2 separate regions of the Ovis aries genome follow, and region 1 is linked to region 2. A link is a contact called in public Hi-C data. All regions are on one chromosome and are shown on one strand. The core of a region is the stretch at or near the end of the contact, and the rest is flanking DNA. Distances in the headings are between cores, read along the strand shown. Region 1 holds the start of PGK1 (phosphoglycerate kinase 1). Region 2 holds the start of ATP7A (ATPase copper transporting alpha).

The links. A called contact is a pair of places that touch in the nucleus more often than the background predicts.
Region 1: a Hi-C map of skin fibroblasts shows a contact between it and region 2, with 3 times the contacts expected there. The contact joins the promoter of PGK1 here to the promoter of ATP7A in region 2. A contact is called at or near these places in 2 of 16 Hi-C or Micro-C datasets (blood and skin fibroblasts).

The regions. Positions count from the first base shown.
Region 1 is chrX:69,203,357-69,209,226 of ARS-UI_Ramb_v3.0, reverse strand. It overlaps PGK1 (phosphoglycerate kinase 1), which reads right to left and starts at 1,397. Exons shown (of 11, transcript NM_001142516.1): 1 at 1,284-1,397. The coding sequence starts at 1,348.
Region 2 is chrX:68,948,694-68,954,913 of ARS-UI_Ramb_v3.0, reverse strand. ATP7A (ATPase copper transporting alpha) reads right to left here and starts at 1,558. Exons shown (of 23, transcript XM_004022208.6): 1 at 1,406-1,558.

The DNA of each region.
Region 1 (5,870 bases), core at 148-2,647, 250 kb before region 2:
TTCTGATTATTGCCATAGCAGGGCGGAGAAGGCCACTTGTAAACTAATAGTGGCCATAATGAAATTAGAGGGAAGGGGAGAGCTACATTAACTTTTGGGCATCCACAAAGTACACCAATTCACAGCACCTACCTAGTTTAAGCCTTAAGCAAAGGGAGATCCCCCAGTGCTTTCTGAAACCGTTAATATAGAAAAGTTGCCCTCTCTTGAACCAGCCCAAATTGGGAAAGGATCACATCGTTCACATGCCTGCCCATCAATCAACCACTTCCCTAAAAGGACAAGACTACCCAATGCTGTCAAGCCCTTATGCTGGCAAAAGCACCACCCTTGGATCCTATCGAGGTCAAGTCAGTTACATACCTAACTGAATTCCCACAATTAGCTCCTGGCATACACGAATGTACACGTTACAAAAAGGAGAAATGTAAATACTCCATACATCATACTAGTAATTTTGGCAAACAAGGGAGAAGCCATGTGGCCAGGGATCCACATGTTTGTAGTAAGAGACCCCAAGGCAGGTGGCTAGCCTTCCCCACTTCTAATAGTCTAATATCCTGCTTCTCTAGCCACCTCTGGGAGTGAGTTTAGAGAACATCAAGAATGAGCAGCCACACCCTGCTCCACCATTACCCAGTATGTGTCACAATCCTGATGCAAAACCCAAGGCCTGTAGTCTAAAGACACTACAGGGCGGCAGAGGCCTGTTACATAAGCTCTGCAGGGCCTCCTTCAGTGCGCCCCACCCTATCTCACCCTCCTACCCTCAACGCTTTAGTGGATTCTACTCCTGAACAACGAAATCAACATCCTCTGGGAAAGATACCCCTTTGGGCAGGGACCTTAGAAATGTGGGTCGTTTCTCATTTGTCTGGGTGGTCTAGGATGGTGGAGGAAGGAAAACTATCCAAAGGACCTTTCAAGGTCCCTTCACTGGAGGCCTAGGGATCTGCAGGCATCAGGTCCCACCTCACCAACTGAGAACTGGAGGCGACGGAACTGCCCTTCAGAAATAAGAAGAGGGCAAAATGGATCCCCGCAATCTGACCCTCCCATGGAGGATCCACCCCTGCAAAGAGCAAATTCGGCTCAGTTTCTGGGCTGGGGAAATGAGGTCAGAAACCGTTAAACCCGGGCAAAACTCCAGCCACAATGGTAGCCAGCCTCGCCCTGCTGGGCTAGAGCCCTTGGGGCCGAGAGTAGGGCTAAAGGTCACTTGAGGCAGGAGGAAAAGAAGTCGGCCCCGGCCGGAGAGACTGCGGGAGAACCCCAAGGATTACCTCATGACGACCCGCTTCCCCTTCACATCCAGCTTGTCCAGAGTCAGCTTGTTAGAAAGCGACATCTTGGCAATTCAGCTGCAGCGAGAGGCCAGGGGATGAGACACCGGCAGAGAATGAGACCGACTCAGCGTCCGAACGCGTGGAAAACGCCTAGCACCTCGCGGGCCCGGTCGCCACTCCTCCCGCCCCGCCCCTTTCCGGCCGCTGCGCCCTGCTCTCGGCGCCCAGTGGCCGCTCTAGAACGCGGCCCGAAGGCGCCAGCTGGCTGCCATTGCACCGAGGCGCTGTCAGTCAGCGAGCGCGATTGTGGGACGTGCAGCTGCCGCCAGTCACGTCCAGCACGCAGCAAGCGGCTGGAAACCTTCGTGACGAGAGGCCGGAAGCGGTGCCGCGGAGCCAGCCGGCAACGGGATCGGAAGCCGGTTGGCGCCGAGGGGCAGACACGGCTCGGGTTCCTGCGGCCACACCGAGGGCAGCTGCAGAGCCCCGCAAACCCACAGCACCCTGGGGGAAAACGTCACCCCACACCCCATGGAATTCCCGGCAACCCTATTCAGGATAGATGCAAATGACACCTCCTTGTGGAAATTTTCTGTTTTCCTGGCTCCCCCAAAAGGAATTCTCCATAAGACTGCTAAGTGCCTTTAAGAATTGAGACCTTTCAGAAGTTGGGAAAGGCCCTGCTTCTCCCTTTCTCCCCTGCTTACCTTTTTTTGTAATAAGTGTAATGATCTGATTACAACGCAAAGCTAATGGCAAACACATAGAACATTTTTTGCTCACAAACTCTCAATCCTTATTTTACAAATGAATGAACTAATGCACAAAGAGGTTGCTTAGGGTTTCAGGTCTTGTAAATGGTGGATTCAAACCTAGACAGTTAAGATGTAGAGTTCATACACCTAACTATAGTATAGTACAGATACCACTGCTCAGGACCAGGCACTCAGGTCCAACATACTTACAGAGTTGGCTGGAATGAAATAATCCGAGTCAGAAACATAAAAATTTTCCACATGGCACTCAAGATCTGGGTAAGATGTAGGAAATGTTAATTCATAGTGCACTGGTACTGAGACACAAGTTCAAAGTTATAAGCATGCATTTCTTTCAATCCTGTCAATGCATATTTGGGAAATCTCCATGGAGTTATTTCTAACTGAGTCTGAATTTGAGACCCAGATGAGCCTGCTGGCCTCCTGGTTATCAGCTCTGCATAGGTTTAGCACTCATTTCACTCCACCTGGGAAGCAATTCCTTTTGCATAAGATAGAATAGCAACCAAGGGTATCAGCAAAGAAACTAAAACAAGCATATAATCTGACAGGCTGAATTTAATAACAGTTCCCAATTATTGAGCACCTGCTCTATGCCAGACACTGTACTAAGGATTGAACATACCTGACCCATTTACTCCTCACAATAGCTTTCTGAAGTAGGTACTGTTATTATCTCTGTTTTACAGATAAGAACACGGAAACTGAAAAAAGATAGGAAGCTTTTTCCACTACAGATTTGAAGGACCATCAAATATGCAAAGTCCTAAAATGGGAAAGAGCATGAGACAACATAAAAAGTCCAACGTTGCTGGAAAATAGAGTTGAAGGAAGAGAGGTCTAAAATTATACTCATGAGGCAAGGCAAGGGGAGACCAGATCCCGTGGACTTAACAAACATGATAAAGATGTGATTTTTATCCTAAAGAGCTATGAGAAGCTATTTGTTGCGACCACTGTTACCTTGAATTCGTGGTATATAAAGAACTCTCAAAACTCAATGTTAAGAAAACAAACAATTTTTTTAAATGGTCAAAGGATTTGGTGTGTGCATGCTCAGTTGCTCAGTCTGTCCAACTCTTTGCAACCCCATGAACTGTAGCCCACCAGGCTCCTGTGTTCATGGACACTTCCCTAAATACAATATACAGATAACAAATTAGCACATAAGAAAATGTTTAATATCATTTGCTATTAGGGAAATGCAAATTAAAACCACAATGAGATGCAACTTTGTATCTATTAAAGTGGCTAAAATAAAAATAATAATACCAAGTGTTGACAAGGATGGAGGGCCACTGGAACTCTCCTACCTTGCTGGTAGAAATGCAAAAGAGACATAGATGTATAGAACAGTCTTTTGAACTCTGTGGGAGAGGGAGAGGGTGGGATGATTTGGGAGAATGGCATTGAAACGTGTATAATATCATATAAGAAATGAATCGCCAGTCCAGGTTTGATGCAGGATACAGGATGCTTGGGGCTGGTGCACTGGGATGACCCAGAGGGATGGTACGAGGAGGGAGGTGGGAGGGGGGTTCAGGATGGGGAACACGTGTATACCTGTGGCAGATTCATGTTGATGTATGGCAAAACCAATACAATATTGTAAAATAATAATAATAATAATAAAATGGTACAGCCACTCTAGGAAACAGTGTGGCAGTTTCTTATCAAATTAAACCTATACTTAGCATATGACCCAGCAATCCCACTCCCAGGTATTCACCCTAGATGTAAGGTATAGTTCGGGCCGAAGCAGAAAGAGGAAAGACAACCTTGTCACGCGAGTGTATGTTCCTCGGTTTTTTGTCTCGTCACAACAAAGATTTGGAGTGACGGACGTTAAAGCCCCCTTGGCGAGCCACAGCTCTCAGGTCTTGGATAGACCGTGTTATAGCTCTCAGGTCTCAAATGGACCGTGTTATAGCTCTTAGACAAATCAGTATTACAGCTCAGTGTTACAGCTCTATTTTATTTAGAAGATAGCAGGAAAATCCATCTTTGAGGCGAGAGGGTACGTCGATCTAAAGACACGAGGAGAAGAGTGCCCCAGCATGCAGGAGAGAGAGAGAGCTGGCTCTGGCTCCTCTATTTATATGTTTATTTCTCCCTGGGCCTGTCCTATGTAAATTGGGCCAGCCAGGAGTGTTGTTTGTTTTACCTGAGGTCCTCACTCCGGTTGTCCTCGGACCTTCTTTTGTTTCATTTTCGAGGGCTTTTCCCTTCCTTGTCTGTAGCCACCGCCCTGACAACCTCAACAGAAGTATGTTACCTTTATTCAGGCAAGGAGGGGCGACGACAGTCGGCCTAACGACCAGGCTGAGCACGGAGAGGGATTAGGGAGGCTCCATATTTATAAGGAGGTTTGTGGAAGCGATAAGGGAAACGTTAATCAGGCAGGATGTTTTGGGTATTCTTTAGTTGAGATGGCATTTGTAGTTGGGCAGGGGGTGATAAGTCTTCTGGGCAGGTGTAGGGGGTGGAAGGTTTCTGGACAGGGGTGATAAGTCCCAGATAGATAGAACCGGCCTGGAGCATCAGGGCGGGACCTAAAGTTCTGTTTTGTTTTCTCCGAAGTTAGATGATTCAGCAAGGGCCTTTGAAACTGTTGTTTTCTTTCCTAGGCCCCAAAGACTCCTTTATTCCAGACCCTGAAATCATAAAAAAAAATGGGGAGAAGGGCGTCATATCTCTCTGGCTACTTCCTGCTAGATAAGGGCAACAATTTTGGGTCTGGAATGGAGGATCATCCCAGGGCCCAGGGTCTCCTTTTCCTGAGATTGGGGTGAGGCTCTCGAGAAGAATGGTCTTGACCTGATCTCGAGAGATGGCCCGAATCCATTCTTGGAGAAACCTTTGAAATTGAAGAGAGAGGGTCCAAATAAGAGGAATAGAATGATAAGTACCAGTGGTCCCAGGAAAGGGAGCAACCAAGGGAGGACCTGTTGGAACAGGTTTTGAGGACTGTAAAGGTTTTCTAACTCTTTTCAGCGGCATTCAATTCTGTCTCTAAGTTCTTTGACTCTGCCCTGGACTATGCCCATTTCATTAACAAAATAGCAACAGTCTTCTCCTAGGAAAAGGTAGATCCCTCCCTTTTCTGCAGTGAGAAGGTCCAGGGCTCACTTATTTTGAAGGGCCACAGAAGCTAATGAGTTAATTTGTCTTTGAATTGAAACGAAGGACTCCACTACCTGCTCCATGTCTTCATTAAGTTCTTGGGACAGCTTGTAGTAGAAATGGGCAGAGGTCAAGATGTCTCCAATCCCAGTGCCTAGGGCTGCTGTTATGCCAGTCCCAATCAGGAGGGGGGCTATGACAGCTTATCTTTTCCTATGGGAAATTTCCCCTTAGGGGTAGAATATTTGTTCTACCTCTTCTTCTTTGAGGAATGTTAGGCCTGAGGTCAGGAAGACCAAGATGCAAGGTCCAGGGGGGTCCAACAGGAGACATGAATATGCATAGGTCCCGCAGAGAATAAAGATTCCCGGATTGGTGCAATTATTTGTCCTGTTCCAGAAAACCCAAGTGGAACAGAAGGATGGAGCAGAGTTTGTAAGACCAGTGTAGTTGGGACTAGAGTAGTTAATACAGGTTAGGTTTGAAGAGGCTGAGAGTAGGACATTGTCAGAGACTGGCCCAATGAGTTGTGTAGTTTTTTGTTGGGAAAGGGGGGTATTGTTGCCCTGTAACAGCCAGGTTGAAGGTAAAGGAATTGCTACGTGCAGTAAAGGAGACAGTGACATGCATATCCAACACTGGGATGTGTGTTGTGTGTACTGGAAGAATTGGAAGGTAGAGTTGA
Region 2 (6,220 bases), core at 309-2,808:
ACTGATGTAATCTACCAATATCAACACATTTGAGCCCACAAAGATGATTAAATCAATTTTCTAATAGTGTTGGAACATATTTGTGAAACCAGAAACACCTTACCCTTTCACTTTAATGCAACACATTCGAAAAGTATTGTGACACTATTTCTGCCATACTATCTCAGCAATTAAGTAAACAAGTGATATGAAAGCCACCTGAAGACTGAGATCTAAATGAAACACATGGTTGCTGGGGTAACAGACTGAACTGAAATAGGCCAACTGTCATCTGTTTCTCTCTCACCCTGCACCCTCATTGTGATTTATATCCTAAGAAAGATTTGTTTAAAAGCAAAACTGTAAAACCTTTAAAAGGTGAACTTCCCTTAAATAAAGATGAGTAGAAGGACTTTTGAGACAAAACCCCCAAATATCTTTCTCATTTATGCCAATGCCTGTATCGTGACAGACAAATCTCTCCTCACAATTTACTTTCCCAACTGGCAAGAGAAAATTATTTTCACTCGCTGGGGTGTCAAAAGTCTAGATGAAAGTTTGCCATGCATTTTAAAATATGTAGATAAAAGCAGTTATAATGAAGAATTTATAAGAAAGAATATGTTGCCTTAGATCTCTCACAGAAGTAAAGCTTGTGGTATGTTGGGGTTATTTTTGCTTGCTCTTTTTGAACTCAAATTGAATGTAAACGCTCTTAAGGCCAGGGACTTTGTCCTGTTTCTTATGTATACCCCTACCACACCCCACACCTCAATACTACCTAATTCAATGTTCTGCACATATTCTCAATACAAAGTCATACTACTGTAGATGAAGAGGCTGTAATTAAAACAAATATCAGATGCTGGGGAAAAAAAGGGCTTGCAAAACGATAGAAGAGTTGCTAGTGCTTAGGATAAACCTCAACATACACAACAAAAAGTGTCAAAGACAAAGATGCCACAGAGTACAATAAGGACAGAGGGTAGCTTTACTGGGAAGGGGGAAGAACGAACAAAATGAAATGGAAACAAAAGTGTTCTCGCACTTTAGTGCATACTCCCAGAACGAGACAAGAAGCAAGATATATAATTTCTTTACATTATTTCATTAACGGTGATCAGTCCATGTGACTTTCAATACAGTTCACAGACCTTGTACCATCAATTAATTAGGTAACATGGGCCATGGACGACCAGGACACTTCCTCAGGAGGGAACAAGAAAGCGACAGGGGGTCAGGACCTAATCTCCCCTCCTCTGTGCTCTGCTAGGGGGACGTAAAACAAGACTGCAGTAAATACCTGACTTGTGAAGCAGAGAGAGTTTGGAAACACCCTCATATTAAAATGATATTCTTGTTCCACTCAGTAGTACAGACAGTACAGAATACCCCTCCAATAGAAGTGGATTCATATAGGACTTACCTGTATTTTTTTCTGTCCTATGGTTAAACCTCCGGAGCTACGCAGCCGGTGGCGGCAACAAACCCACACGCGTGGACTCCGATCTCACACTCCGGCAGAAGTCACGGCAGCCCCACCGGCGATGGCGACGGCAGCGGAGATCACCGCGATTGCGGCGGCAGCCCCAACTCCTCCCTCTGCTGCTTCTCTTGCTCCACCCCCACGCCGCCAGGCCGCCGCTTTGACCCAACCCTCCCTCCCCTCGACTTCCGGGTGTTGCCCCGACCGGAAGCAGCCAGCGAGGCGGAGGGACGGGTCACGTGAAAGGAGAAAAGCGCAGCGGAGAGTCAAGCGTCTCCCGCCCCCTGCTGCTCCCGGGCTGACACACAGCCTCGGTTGAGTTTTCCTTTTTGGTGCTGCAAGGCCTCTTCCCATTTCGCCAAGGACAAAACAACGCCCTCCCGCCACCAAAATCCGTAGTTTCCTAATCTGAAGCCAAGAAATACTTTAGTCCTCCTTATAAATCTTCTTCTGGGTAGTTCATCCTCTCACAGCATGAAATTAACGTGCTCCTGTCAGATTGTGTAGCGTAACCCCGGATGTGAATGTCAGAACTATGAACTTACCCCTCGATTGAGAAATGATGTCTCTACGTGCTCTGGTTAGGCCTTGGGAGATCACGTTCTTTGCGCGAAGTGGAATTCGCTTTGCTTCACTTCCGTGTTTCTCCAACAAAAAGGTGAACAAATGTACCTCAAAAGTTTTAAAAAATCCATGGCTGAGGCTTGAAAGAGTGACGTTAGATTCTGAGTGAGAATACCGCATGTATGTGAACTTATAAGGCCCAGGAAGCTAAAGCTTTCTTGCAAAACAAATGTGAGGGACAAGGAGGGATCTGTTCCAGCTCAGCACCCTACTGAGAAACCTTGTAAATGGATTCTGCTCTGCTTTTCACCATTCCAAACCAGTCAGTCAGGCTGAGCAGCAGAGCCTTGGGTTTCGCTCTCCAGAGGAATCGGTTTGCCTTGGGCGGGCGGAGGAAACCCAAACATTGGAGCAAAACCAGAAACAGAACCAGAACACACTATTTCCTTTTGACGAAACTAGTGAACTTACTAGTGGGCTTCCCTGGTATGTCCGCTGGTAAAGAATCCTCCTGCAACACAGGAGACCATGGTTTGGTTCCTGGGCAGGGAAGATCTCCTGGAGAAGGGATAGGCTACCCACTCCAGTATTCTTGGGCTTCCCTGGTGGTTATGACAGTTAAGAATCCGCCTGCAATGCGGAAGACCTGGATTCGCTCCCTGGGTTTGGAAAATATCCTCGAGGAGGGAAGGGCAACCCACTCCAGTAGTCTTGTCTCGAGAATCCCCATGGACAGAGGAGCCTGGAGGGCTGCTTGCTATCCATAGGGTCGCAAAAGAGTTGGACACGACTGAGCGACTAAGCACACCACACAGCAGTGAACTTACATGATTGTTAGCATTCAAGGAAAGGTTGTTTAATTCCCTGGCAGATTGTATAGCAGTTGTCTAGAATTTATTCATCCTGCATAACTGAAACCTGATACCCACTGATTAGCAACTCCTCATTTCCCTTACCCTCTGCCCCAGGCAACAACGGTTCTATTCTCTGCTTGTAGGATTTTGACTATTTCAGGTTTCTCAACTAAGAGGAACCATGTAGTAGTATATGTCCTTCTGTGACTGGTTTATTTCACTTAATGTTCTAAAAGTTCATCTATGTTGCCACATATTGCAGAATTTCCTTCTTTTTTTAAGTCTGAATAATATTCCATTGTGTGTATGTGTGTATATATATATATATATATATATATATACACATTTTCTTTAGTCATTCATCTGTTGATGGGCATTTAAGTGCTTTCCACGTCCTGCCTGTTTCAAATAGTGCTGCAGTGATCATGGCAGTGCTAATATTTCTGCAATTCTTTTGGAAAAGTACTGAGAAGTGGAATCAGGGGATCATATGGTAGTTCTATTTTTTAATTTTTGGAATAACTTCCCTACTGTTTTCCTTAGCAGTTGCACCAGTATACAAGGGTTCCACTTTCTTCTCATTCTTGCAAACACATGCTGTCTTTTGGGGTTTTGTTGTTGTTGCTGTTCATAGCCATTCTAACATGTTTGAGGTGATATTGTGGGTTTGATTTGCATTTACCTAATGTTGAATATCTTTTCATATATTTGTTTGCCATTTGTGTGTCTTTGAGAAATGTCTATGCCAAAGCCTTTGACTGTGTGGATCACAATAAACTGTGGAAAATTCTGAGAGACATGGGAATATCAGACCACCTGACCTGCCTCTTGAAAAATCTGTATGCACATCAGGAAGCAACAGTTAGAACTGGACATGGAACAACAGACTGGTTCCAAACAGGAAAAGGAGTATGTCAAGGCTGTATATTGTCCCCCTGCTTATTTAACTACTATGCAGAGTACATCATGAGAAACGCTGGATTGGAAGAAACACAAGCTGGAATCAAGATTGCCGGGAGAAATATCAATAACCTCAGATATGCAGATGACACCACCCTTATGGCAGAAAGTGAAGAGGAACTCAAAAGCCTCTTGATGAAAGTGAAAGAGGAGAGTGAAAAAGTTGGCTTAAAGCTCAACATTCAGAAAACACACATCATGGCATCCGGTCCCATCACTTCATGGGAAATAGATGGGGAAACAGTGGAAACAGTGTCAGACTTTATTTTTGGGGTCTCCAAAATCACTGCAGATGGTGACTGCAGCCATGAAATTAAAAGACACTTACTCCTTGGAAGGAAAGCTATGATCAACCTAGATAGTATATTCAAAAGCAGACACATTACTTTGCCAACTAAGGTCCGTCTAGTCAAGGCTATGCTTTTTCCTGTGGTCATGTATGGATGTGAGAGTTGAACTGTGAAGAAGGCTGAGTGATGAAGAACTGATGCTTTTGAACTGTGGTGTTGGAGAAGACTCTTGAGAGCCCCCTGGACTGCAAGGAGATCCAACCAGTCCATTCTGAAGGAGATCAGCCCTGGGTGTTCTTTGGAAGGAATGATGCTAAAGCTGAAACTCCTGTACTTTGGCCACCTCATGCGAAGAGTTGACTCATTGGAAAGGACTTTGATGCTGGGAGGGATTGGGGGCAGGAGGAGAAGGGGACGGCAGAGGATGAGATGGCTGGATGGCATCACTGACTCGATGGACATGAATCTGAGTGAACTCCGGGAGTTGGTGATGGACAGGGAGGCCTGGCGTGCTGCAATTCATGGGGTCGCAAAGAGTCGGACATGACTGAGTGACTGAACTGAACTGAATTGCTTCCCCTCCCCCCAAATATGGAGTTGTGGAAATTCATTATATATTTTGGAGCATAGCCCCTTATGAGATATATAGCTTGCAAATATTTTCTCCCAATCCTTAGATTGCTTTTCCACTCTGTTGTTTTTTCTGATATGCGGAAACCTTTAAGTTTGATATAGTCCAACCTGTTCATTTTTGCTTTCGTTACTTACACTTTTGGTATCATATCCATAAAATCATTGTCAAGACAAATGTCATGGAGTTTTTCCCCTATATTTTCTTCTACAAGTGTTAATTACATTTAAGTCTTTAATTCATTTTGAGTTGATTTTTGTGTGTGTTGTGCATTCTCAGTCACTCAGTCATATCCGACTCTTTGAGACCCTGTGGACTGTAGGCAACCAGACTCCTCTGTCTATGGGATTTTCCAGGCAAGAATACTGGAGTGGGTTGCCATTTCCTACTCCAGAGGATCTCCCTGATCAAGGGATCGAACCCAGGTCTCCTGCACGAGCAGGTGATTCTTTACCACTGTGCCACCTGGGAAGCCCCGTATGCTGTTAAGATAAATGCCCCAGTTCATTCTTTTGTATGTGGCTATATAGTCTCATTTGTTCAAGAGACTATCCAGTCCCCATTTTGTATTTTTGTCACCTTAATTCAGTACAGTTGCAAGTTACAAAATCAACTTATAAAAATCAGTTTCATTTCTATATTTTAACAATCAGTTCAGTTCAGTTGCTCAGTAATGTCTGACTCTTTGCGACCCCATGAATCGCAGCACGCCAGGCCTCCCTGTCCATCACCAACTCCCAGAGTTCACTCAGACTCACGTCCATCGAGTCAGTGATGCCATCCAGCCATCTCATCCTCTGTCGTCCCCGACTCCTCCTGCCCCCAATCCCTCCCAGCATCAAAGTCTTTTCCAATGAGTCAACTCTTCGCATGAGGTGGCCAAAGTACAGGAGTTTCAGCTTTAGCATCATTCCTTCCAAAGAACACCCAGGGCTGATCTCCTTCAGAATGGACTGGTTGGATCTCCTTGCAGTCCAAGGGACTCTCAAGAGTCTTCTCCAACACCACAGTTCAAAAGCATCAATTCTTCAGCACTCAGGCTTCTTCACAGTCCAACTCTCACATCCATACATGACCACTGGAAAAACCATAGCCTTGACTAGACGGACCTTAGTCAGTAATGTGTCTGCTTTTGAATATGCTATCTAGGTTGGTAATAACTTTTCTTCCAAGGAGTAAGCATCTTTTAATTTCATGGCTGCAATCACCATCTGCAGTGATTTGGGAGCCCCAAAAAATAAAGTCTGACACTGTTTCCACTGTTTCCCCCTCTATTTCCCATGAAGTGATGGGACTGGATGCCATGATCTTCGCTTTCAGAAGGTTGAGCTTTAAGCCAACTTTTTCACTCTCCTCTTTCACATTCATCAAGAGGCTTTTAGTTCCTCTTCACTTTCTGACATAAGGGTGGTATCATCTGCATATCTAAGGTTATTGATATTTCTCGCAGCAATCT